Linked DNA regions of Mus musculus: all the other regions are linked to region 1. A link is a contact called in public Hi-C and HiChIP or PLAC-seq data. All regions are on one chromosome and are shown on one strand. The core of a region is the stretch at or near the end of the contact, and the rest is flanking DNA. Distances in the headings are between cores, read along the strand shown. Region 1 holds the start of Ltv1 (LTV1 ribosome biogenesis factor). Region 2 overlaps Phactr2 (phosphatase and actin regulator 2). Region 3 overlaps Phactr2 (phosphatase and actin regulator 2).

Region 1 (2,946 bases), core at 208-2,707:
CCCTCTAGGATTGCCAAAGCTATCCATGAGCTTGGATGTTCTGTATTTCATGACATGAGAGACGAGGGGGCAAATGGAAGACTACTGTAATATGGGGGAATCCCAAGAGAAAGCAGAGACTGAGCATACCGCCATAGCCTAAATAATACTGTGCAGATGGAGGCTGTGAACTAGTGAACTTGACTAATATTCTATAAGATCTCTTTATTTAATAATCTCAAAGATGCTTTAGCCTGTCAATCAAAATAAATACACAACATCAAACATCAGCACAGAAACTGGAAACTGAGTCACAGCTCTTTTTTTTATTTTTTTAAGAGGACCAACTTCTGAGAATGCCCGGCATGCTTAAGTTCCCTGGGTTCCATGTTCAGGACTACAAAACTACCATTCACCTAAAAACGTAGTGGCTCCAGAACAGGACCTACCTTTTGTGTAGGCAAGAGAACCCTCTGGGGTGCAGTTTCATCTGCGGCTAAAGGATCTCGCTGGCTCCGGTGGACCAGGTGAAAAGACACAGCTTTCTTCTTCTCTATAAAGGGCTTTTTCTTTCTGTGAGGCTACAAAATAATCAGGAAAGGTCAATAAAACAGAACCCCCACACAGTGGGCAACGCCACAGCCACAGGTACACTCAGTTAAGCATGTGGAGGGTGAACAGATATTTCAGATTTGTACACCTAAGCCAGACAGGACAGGAGTCCCTGTCTCCTGAAGGATCCATACTTACCTTCGCCAACAAACCCTGGCTAGGCACCTACTCTGAGACACTTGTTCAAAGGTGCTGGGGAATATGTGGGGCAGTGTGAGAAACTCTCCGCTCTTAGCAAGTAAATCAGTAAGAGGGAAAATCAAACAGGATTTTCAAATCAAAAGCAAATGCCTGAAGTCTCTCTTAATGGGTGCTCTGGGAAGGTCCCCGAAAAGTTTTATCAACAAGACAAGGAGCCTGCCACAAGAAAATATAGACAGACACTTCATCTACAAGGTAGTAAATAAGATTAGGGCACAGACAACTAAGGTTCAGATGATTTACTCCTCGATACATTCGTATTTGCTCTTCAGCTCTGGGTCTAACCAGAGTTGCTACCCAGTGGCCCAAGTGAACCCCGGAAGCAGGGGGCGGAGCTTCTGCGTCACAGGGACGGAGTTACCCAAAGCCTTCAGGACTGGAAACTCCGGGCGTTTGGCGAAAGGGAAACCTTCTTTCTCCTTCCGAAGTGCCCCGGGGGTGACGAAGGTGACTGGTGCCGGGAGAGTGACAGGACTCGGGGCACCAAGCCACGCGGCCAGTGGCCTAAGTCAGCCGCAGGGAGCGGCTCCCTCCCGGAGCACCGCGGTTTTCTCACCATGATGAGGCAGGGACACCCTCTCCGGAACCGCGGCAGCCGAACCGCCGCTCCCCGGTACCTGCCGGCAGCTCCACACGTGGGTCCACAGGGCTAGGGCAGCACGTCACACGATGGCGGGGCAAGGAGCCAATCGCCGGCGAGCCGCTAGGCTGTAGCCGGAAGTTGCGTGAGCCCGCGGTGACAGAACCTTCCCGGGGACTTCCGGGAGGTGGGGCTAGCAGGACCTTCAGTGGGCGGGGCTTTCTGGCTGGAGTTGGTGGCGGCAGGGAGTAGCCTACTTACCTGAGGGCAAGTTTCAGGTTCCAACCTGGGGCTTCAGATATTCCTTACCTGTGCTTAACTCAGAACAAACAAAACAAAAACAATCAAAAACAAACGAAAACAAGACCAAGGCTGTGCAGGTTCATGACAGGAAAGTGGTCACTTCCCTGGCTTCTTCTTCTTCTTTTTTTTTTTTTTTAATATGTTTGTTTGTTTGTTTGGTTGTTTGGTTGTTTGGTTGGTTGGTTGGTTGGTTTTTCGAGACAGGGTTTCTCTGTGTAGCCCTAGGCTGTCCTGGAACTCACTCTGTAGACCAGGCTGGCCTCAAACTCAGAAATCCGCCTGCCTCTGCCTCCCGAGATTAAAGGCGTGCTCCACCACTCCCTGGCCTTCCCTGGCTTCTTGACCTAAGGGGAATCAGTTGCCTAGCAATGTCCAACCAAGGCCTAGCTTCAATAGGCAGAGTCTAACATCTTTAGGGTTTTCGTATTACATCTTTTTGATGAACAACTCCCAACCGTACCTTTAGCACAGTCCATAAGTGTTGGTATTCTGTCTGGACTCCACCCCCACAGATACCTGGCAATTGCCAGGTATTCGCTGCCCCACGGTTACCTGGCAACAGCCAGGTAGACCTGGCCCTATAAAAGGGGCTGCTTGTCTCCCCCTCTCCCATCCTCTCTCATTTGCCTTTCTTTTGCCTCTTGCCCTCTTGCTCCCCATTCCCTCCCCCCCTTGCTCCATGTGTCATGGCCCGCCTCTACTTCACTACTCTCTCCTTCTCTCTGCCTTTCTCTGCCTCGTCTACTTTCTTAACTCCCCTCTCCATGCCCTGAATAAACTCTATACCCCCTTCTCCCAGACCCCGCCAGAACTTATCGTAATAGCTCTTTCTCTTTTTATGATCACAACACTAAGATTATTGGTTTTAGGGGCATTTGATGTAATAAAATAAATTCCGAAGCTCTGATGATTGCATATTTTTTTAAGATGAAAACTAATAAAAACCCAAGGTGGTTTTTTGTTTTTGTTTTTTGAGACAGTGTCTCATGTAGCCCAGCCTTCTGTCCAACTTGAACTACGTATCCTCCTACTTGCATCACGCTAGTGTTGGGCGTATTCGATGTGTGTGATGCTGAAGACTGAAGCCAGCCAGGGCTTCCTGCATGCTCGGAGAGCACCCTAACACGTTTTCTGTGACTACATCTCCATCCCCCAAGTTGTTGCTCACATATTTTGTGGTGCCTTAAGCAAATAGGATTTTAAGTGTAATTTCTTAGGAAGATTTCCGTCGGATGCTGGAGAGGAGCGTGATGAAATAATCCAACATTCTA
Region 2 (2,946 bases), core at 138-2,637, 220 kb after region 1:
ACTGAAGGGAACCAAGTAGTATGATTTGAGCTGTAGTGAACTACTAGAATTCCAATAACACAGACTGCCACTGTAGTAGATATGGAGGATTTTACAGACTCCGTATGCCCCCTCAGTTAACAGCAACAGGATTTAGGCCTATGCCAAACATTAAAAAAAAATGGTTTAACAAGAACTCAAGTGCAACTGTATGTAAAGAGAAGAGTATTGCTGGGGATGGGGAGGTCCCTCTAACCCTTTCATAGCTGGCTCTTCACAAGATAAAAATATAACAGAAGAGAAATGCAAGAATCCAGGGAAAGACAATACTGAGCTGTGACCATACCATGAGTCTTACCACCTGTTAGGACCTAGTGCTCCCGCATTTGGCGTGAGAATTGGGCAGAGTGGGAATTTTATGTTCTAGATGGTGGCTCAAGGGAGCTGTCACAGTTAGCCATTGCCTGGTCTTCACCACCCACTGGGAAGCCAGTTTTGGAGCAATTGTGGGAGTTAACACTGCAAAGTGGCTGATGTTCTCTTGAAGAAAAGTCAGCCAGTAGGACAGAAGGCTTGTTTCTCTGACTTCTGGGTGGCTAGGGTAAGCAACTTTGTCCCTGGAAAGAATTCCTGTCCCTCTTCTATAACGAGAAAAAAATGATCTCCTGTGCTATGGAGACAGATGACTTGGACATATGTAGGCTACATGCCAGGAGGAGAAAGAAGACCCAGAATGTCACAAGGAATGGTGTGGGCTTGTCATGCACCCTGGGAGAAAACCCAGGCAGGGAGAAAGGGAAGCTGTGTTGACAGGTAGAGACTTGTTGACACCAGTTACAAGACAGCGAGGTCAGGAGTGTGGGTCAGCCTACTGAGTTCATGGGATTTACAGGTAGACACTTTGCCTTAACCACAGCCCTGCAATCAGGATGCTGTGATTTTGATTGGGGCATCTGGTATTCCTGAAACATCCCCCTCACTGCCCGATACATTAGCCTCTTAGGAACATTGCGTGTCAAACATGACAGGGCTGGAGAGATGACTCAGTGGTTAAGAGTACTGACTGCTCTTCTAGAGGACATTGGTTCAATTCCCAGTACCCACATAGCAGCTCCCAACTGTCTGTAACTCCAGTTCCAGGGAATCCAACACCCTCACACAGACATATGTGCAGGTAAAACACTAATGCACATAAAATAAATATAAAGAAAACAATTTTTTAAAAAAGCATGTATCATTGATGGTTTTGTTTAAACTTATGGACACAAACAAGTAAAAGAGTTTTTCCTGGTACAGCTCAGGCAAAGGACAGTCTCAGCAACACAAATAACTACCAAGAAATGATCCCAGGAAAGGATGACCAAGAAAGAAAAGGGGACATGGTCATGAAATATACTATATCACGAGAAATGTAAAGGAAAATGACTCATAGTTCTGGCTTCCTCAGGCAAGGAAAGCATTTCCATAGCCTGTCTTAAAGGGCCAAATACCAAGGTTCAATGACCCTAGATGTATATATTTAAGAAGGCCTCTGTAATTCATCTGAGCCAGTTGATTAGGTTGTCGGTTAGAGATGTGCTTAACACTGAGGCATCTCTACGAACTGAATACATTTCAGATATTCTTTTATTCTTGGAAGCCCTATTTGGAAAGCCCCCCAGTTGATACTGATTATGATTAGAAATAGTCTAAGCCATAGGAAAACTCAGGAATCTTAACAGGAACAAACTCTTCCCTGAGTGAATCTGCCTCTCAGCCACCCACTCAGTGGACTGGAAGGGAGAAGGGAAAAGGCTGCAGAATAAATACTAAAACAGTACCACCAATATCGAATGATTCACCCTGTGTGTTTATCTTGGGGTGGCTAAATTAAGTAGAACATTCCGGTTTTGCTCTATTCCTTTGTTCTAAGAGCATTCTTTCTCTTCTTTGAGATCAATAACAACAAAAACACCTCTAGTCTTCATTATTGAAAAGGTTCCAATGTGCTCTAGAATTCATTTCAGGGCTCTCTTTCCTTCTCATTGGGGTGCATATGGCCATCTGTAACATAAAATGTGGGAGGGTATCAAAATAAGGGCCAGGGCATAGCTAGGAAGCCTTTTTATCGTGAATGTATCAAGTCTCGTCTTACAGAGTGTACTCTGAAAGTCTGAATTAAAAATATGTTGGCTCATCAGTCATTTGAGTCTGGAAACATTTAAATAATTAAGCTACCAACCCAGGCAGCTCTACTGAGTGCTCATGACTGTGGATATGTCCCTGGCCTTCTCGTCAGAGCCAACTAAATGTGGCCCATGGGCCTGTATTTCAGCTATATGCCTGGAACTGACGTCACCTTAGCATCACACCAGGACACCTAAGGCCTGCCACCCTCATTTCTCCCTCTACCTAGTTAGCTTTTAGCACTCCACTGTCACACTTACCTTAGTTCATACATATTGTAGTGACCATCATCTAACCGATCTTCTTAATAAAGACCCTTGTTCCTTGTCCAGCTATATGTTGAGTCTAATGTGTCACACCCTGGGAAGTTTTCTAAATACGCTCTTACTATAAAGAGTCTAAAATTATCTTGCTTCAAAAACACGATTTGAAGATGTAACTGGAAAAGGTTGGCTTTAGGAAGTTGTGTTATTCATAATAAGTCATTACACAACCATCTTTCGTTTTGGAACTTCTGCCCTCCGCTGATGTGTTTATACAAAGAAGCTGTGCTAAAACAAGCTGATGAGAAGGAGAGGGTCCTGTGATGTCAGGCATCCCCACAGACCTGACTCACTCCACCGGCACCAAGACAGCAGCCAGCAATTCTGACCTGGTTAATGAGAACAAAACCGGGCCAAGTGCTTTGGAGAAAGCGGCTCAGGCCCAGACTCCATGTACACAAGCACAGCTGACTGCTGGCTCCTGACCAGTAGACAGCAAGCTCCAGAGGGTGCAGGGTGCCAGCCATGGCACTCTAGG
Region 3 (2,946 bases), core at 189-2,688, 190 kb after region 1:
GAGCACTGTAAGATGCTTATTGTTTAAGCCATTCAGTTGGCTCACCCAACTCTCCATGTCTGTTCTGAGGACCATGAAGTAAACAAGATGGATGGTTGGAAGGCTGAAGCGCCACACAGGAAACCCAAGATTTCTCATTCTGTATACCACGCTGACCATTCTCAAAGGTCAAAGTTAGTAACGTTCCGCTTTATCCTTTTATTAAAAATGCTCCCATGTTAAGCTGCTTTTAGACATGGATGTCTGCCAAATTTCCATTACTAAGAAAATAACACCCAAGTCTATGAAATGCAGATCAGTACGTAGCAGGTGATAAATTAAAAGCAAGCGGTGTGGATAGAGTTTCACACAAGCCTCGGTAAGGGAAAGAGAGCCAGTGAGTGTTTTTCCATAGGAAGTGGATCAAGTGAATGAGGGTTCTTGTGGTGAATTCTTGTTCCGCTCGACTGCAACAGTTTTGTGGGAGTTGCTCCATGTTTACAGTTTCATGCAAACCTCTAGCGGGACCTGGCAGAACATTTTTGCACACAGCAGAAGAACTTTATGATTCTGGGGTAGCAGTGTGCTTTCACATCAGCAATGATCAAGTGTCTTAACACATAAAGCAGGAGATACCTATATTGTTGGAGGCGGGTTATTTTATGTGTCCTGCTAAGGACACATATCAACTCATTCACAGCGTGAATCATTTGCTTACTTTGAAACAGGGTCCCACTATGCAGTTCAGGCAGGCGTCAAACTTAGCCTTGTCCTACCTTAACCTCCCAAGTTGCTGGGGTTTCTGGGGTTCCTGGTGTGGGCCACCAGGCGAACCACACTGTTTATAGGAAGAAGACATACCAGATCTGGGTGTGACACAGGATGCTTTTCCAGAAAGCAGCAGCAGAATGAATAAGAGCTAAGACTGTAGTATCCAGAGTTGGGGTATAAGGTACATCTGTGCCCGTGTAACTTTGAAGATGAAAGCAAGATCTGGATTGCAGCCTTGACTGCCCAACCCTAGGACTCTTCTCCAGGCTGAATGCTTCATCCCTCCAAACACTTAGAGTCAAAAACCCTCTCCATCTGCACGTTCTTAACTGTCTGGCATTATTAAGTCAAATTCTAAAAGATGATTTTAGTTGGTTGCATTGTTCTCATTGGAAGATATGTATTAAGTTTGTTGTAAAAGCATCATTTATTAATCAACACACCAGAAAGGTAAGCTTTCAAATGAATCTATACTATAATATTGGGTAAAATGATCTGAAATTTATTCTGGGATATGTGTGCATTGTATGGTGTGTGTTGGGTGTGTCAGAAGCAGACATGTAAGGCAGGACAGATCCTATGTCTTTGTTAATTAGAAGCAGAACATCTGTGGTTATAGATACAGGAAAGAGGAAGTACAGCATCAGTATCTAATTGGTGCCAATCAACCCATACCTACCCAACAGCCAACAGCTCACTCAGTTAACAACAGTCAATCATAGAAGCACATCTCGGGGGAGGTCTGATAGAGTTTCTACTGTGGTCTTTACTTTTAACATTTAAGACTTCCTGAGAGACACACAAGGGGAGACATATAGGAAGCTGGTGACATAGGCTTTTTATATCACCCCTCTTTCCTCAGGTCTGTTATGTCACCAAGAAACAATTATTCTACCTTAGCCATTTCCTTGAACCCACTTTTCATGGAAGTGGGTTAAGTCCTAAGCACAAATTCTCAGGTAGACTGTCTTTTATTGGTGAGGAGAGAAACACAGAAAACAAGCTGGGAGAGAGGGAAGCCAGGAGGAAGATGGAGAGAGGGAGGAGGAGAAAGGGAGAGAGGGAGGGAGGGAGTGGGGGAGGGAGGGAGGAAGAAAGGGAGGGAGAAAGGGAGGGAGAAAGGGAGGTGGGGGGAGGGAGGGAGACAGAGAGAGAGGGAAGGAGGAAGAAATGGAGAGAGAGGGAAGGGAGGCTTGGAGTAGGGAGTATGGCGGGGAGAGAGGAGGAGGGAGGAAGGAGGAGGATGGCGGAGGGGGGAGGAGGAGGGAGGGAGGGAGGGAGGAGATACTCCCATGATGGTTCTCACATGGGTCACTCTATCAGATTAGTATGGGTAGACTATCTACAAAACCCAACATTTTACACCCTGTCCCCCCAGAATCTTCCAGCATTTGTCCATTGTGGAACACAGGGGCTGGCACTTCTGACAGCACGTACCAAGTGTTTCTCACAGATGTCCAGAGTTTAGAACAAACCCCTCAACTCTGAAAGACACAAAAGATGTCTAAGGGATGACATCTACCCTTAAGACTTTGCTGTCCATTTGGAAGAAGGTTCTGAATAGTCTGCACTGTCAAACTCCACACACTTTAAGAAACACCCAGGGGAGGCTGGGGTTGGGAGGAAAGATGTTAAAAGCAGGACTGTGGGGTTGAACTGATAGTAAATTTCCTCTCCCTCTCCCTTCTCCTCTTCCTCTCTCTCTACCTCTCCCTCTCCCTCCCCCTCCTCTTTTCCCCTCCCCTTCTCCCTCCTGCTCCTTCTGTAATGCCTGCTTTTAAGAACTGGTTGTGTGGATTTCATCTCAGGAGCTTCCCTTCCTGCCCTTCCAAATATTGACATGTCTTGAGTTCATCAGGTACAATCACATCACCTCTTTACCTAAAACCTTTCAAAGGCTCCTGAGAACTGATGGAACAGATGCCTCACTTCCGGACTCTTTGTAAGCATCCTCAAGTGGCTCAGCTTCATCTGGGCCCCTTCCTCATGGCTCTCATCTGTTCCCAACGACACTGGCCTAGACTTTTGTTGTACAAACACCATGGCCAGTTTGCTTCTGGGCAACTTGTACTTTTGCAATCCTGACCCTATCTGGAGCTTTCCCTGATGGTCCTGTGTAGAGCAATACTCAAGTGAAGCCATTCTCTATCTAAATATATATTGAGCACCCTAACTAGAAAACCTGCAATCAAAGTG

Evidence for each region. Hi-C and Micro-C count contacts between places; a contact is called where the count stands out from the background. HiChIP or PLAC-seq counts read pairs in DNA pulled down with a chosen protein or histone mark.
Region 2: a contact with region 1 is called in an H3K4me3 HiChIP or PLAC-seq map of bone marrow-derived macrophages, with 2.6 times the contacts expected there. The contact joins the enhancer-like site here to the promoter of Ltv1 in region 1. A contact is called at or near these places in 6 of 39 promoter capture datasets (cranial neural crest, embryonic stem cells, macrophages and 3 more), 2 of 484 Hi-C or Micro-C datasets (bone marrow-derived macrophages and neural stem cells), 2 of 115 datasets of contacts at active chromatin or transcription factors (bone marrow-derived macrophages and craniofacial prominence) and 3 of 9 other capture datasets (adipose tissue, embryonic stem cells and macrophages).
Region 3: a contact with region 1 is called in a Hi-C map of the HPC-7 cell line, with 1.6 times the contacts expected there. The contact joins the enhancer-like site here to the promoter of Ltv1 in region 1. A contact is called at or near these places in 6 of 39 promoter capture datasets (the 3T3-L1 cell line, 3T3-L1-derived adipocytes, the HPC-7 cell line and 3 more), 2 of 484 Hi-C or Micro-C datasets (the HPC-7 cell line and uterus), 2 of 115 datasets of contacts at active chromatin or transcription factors (bone marrow-derived macrophages and craniofacial prominence) and 3 of 9 other capture datasets (adipose tissue, liver and macrophages).

Annotation. Positions count from the first base shown.
Region 1 is chr10:13,191,680-13,194,625 of GRCm38.p6, forward strand. Ltv1 (LTV1 ribosome biogenesis factor) reads right to left here and starts at 1,458. Exons shown (of 11, transcript NM_181470.4): 1 at 1,349-1,458; 2 at 429-560. The coding sequence starts at 1,351.
Region 2 is chr10:13,409,509-13,412,454 of GRCm38.p6, forward strand. The region is part of intron 1 of Phactr2 (phosphatase and actin regulator 2); the gene reads right to left. Among named protein-coding and RNA genes, the nearest start is that of Phactr2, 63 kb to the right of the region's middle. Within about 2 kb of position 1,388, at least 3 of the 459 cell types and tissues checked have an H3K27ac peak or open chromatin away from gene starts, as enhancers often do. A contact at or near this core is called in bone marrow-derived macrophages, where this site is marked.
Region 3 is chr10:13,376,728-13,379,673 of GRCm38.p6, forward strand. All of the region lies in intron 1 of Phactr2 (phosphatase and actin regulator 2), which reads right to left. Among named protein-coding and RNA genes, the nearest start is that of Phactr2, 96 kb to the right of the region's middle. Within about 2 kb of position 1,439, at least 20 of the 459 cell types and tissues checked have an H3K27ac peak or open chromatin away from gene starts, as enhancers often do. A contact at or near this core is called in the HPC-7 cell line, where this site is marked.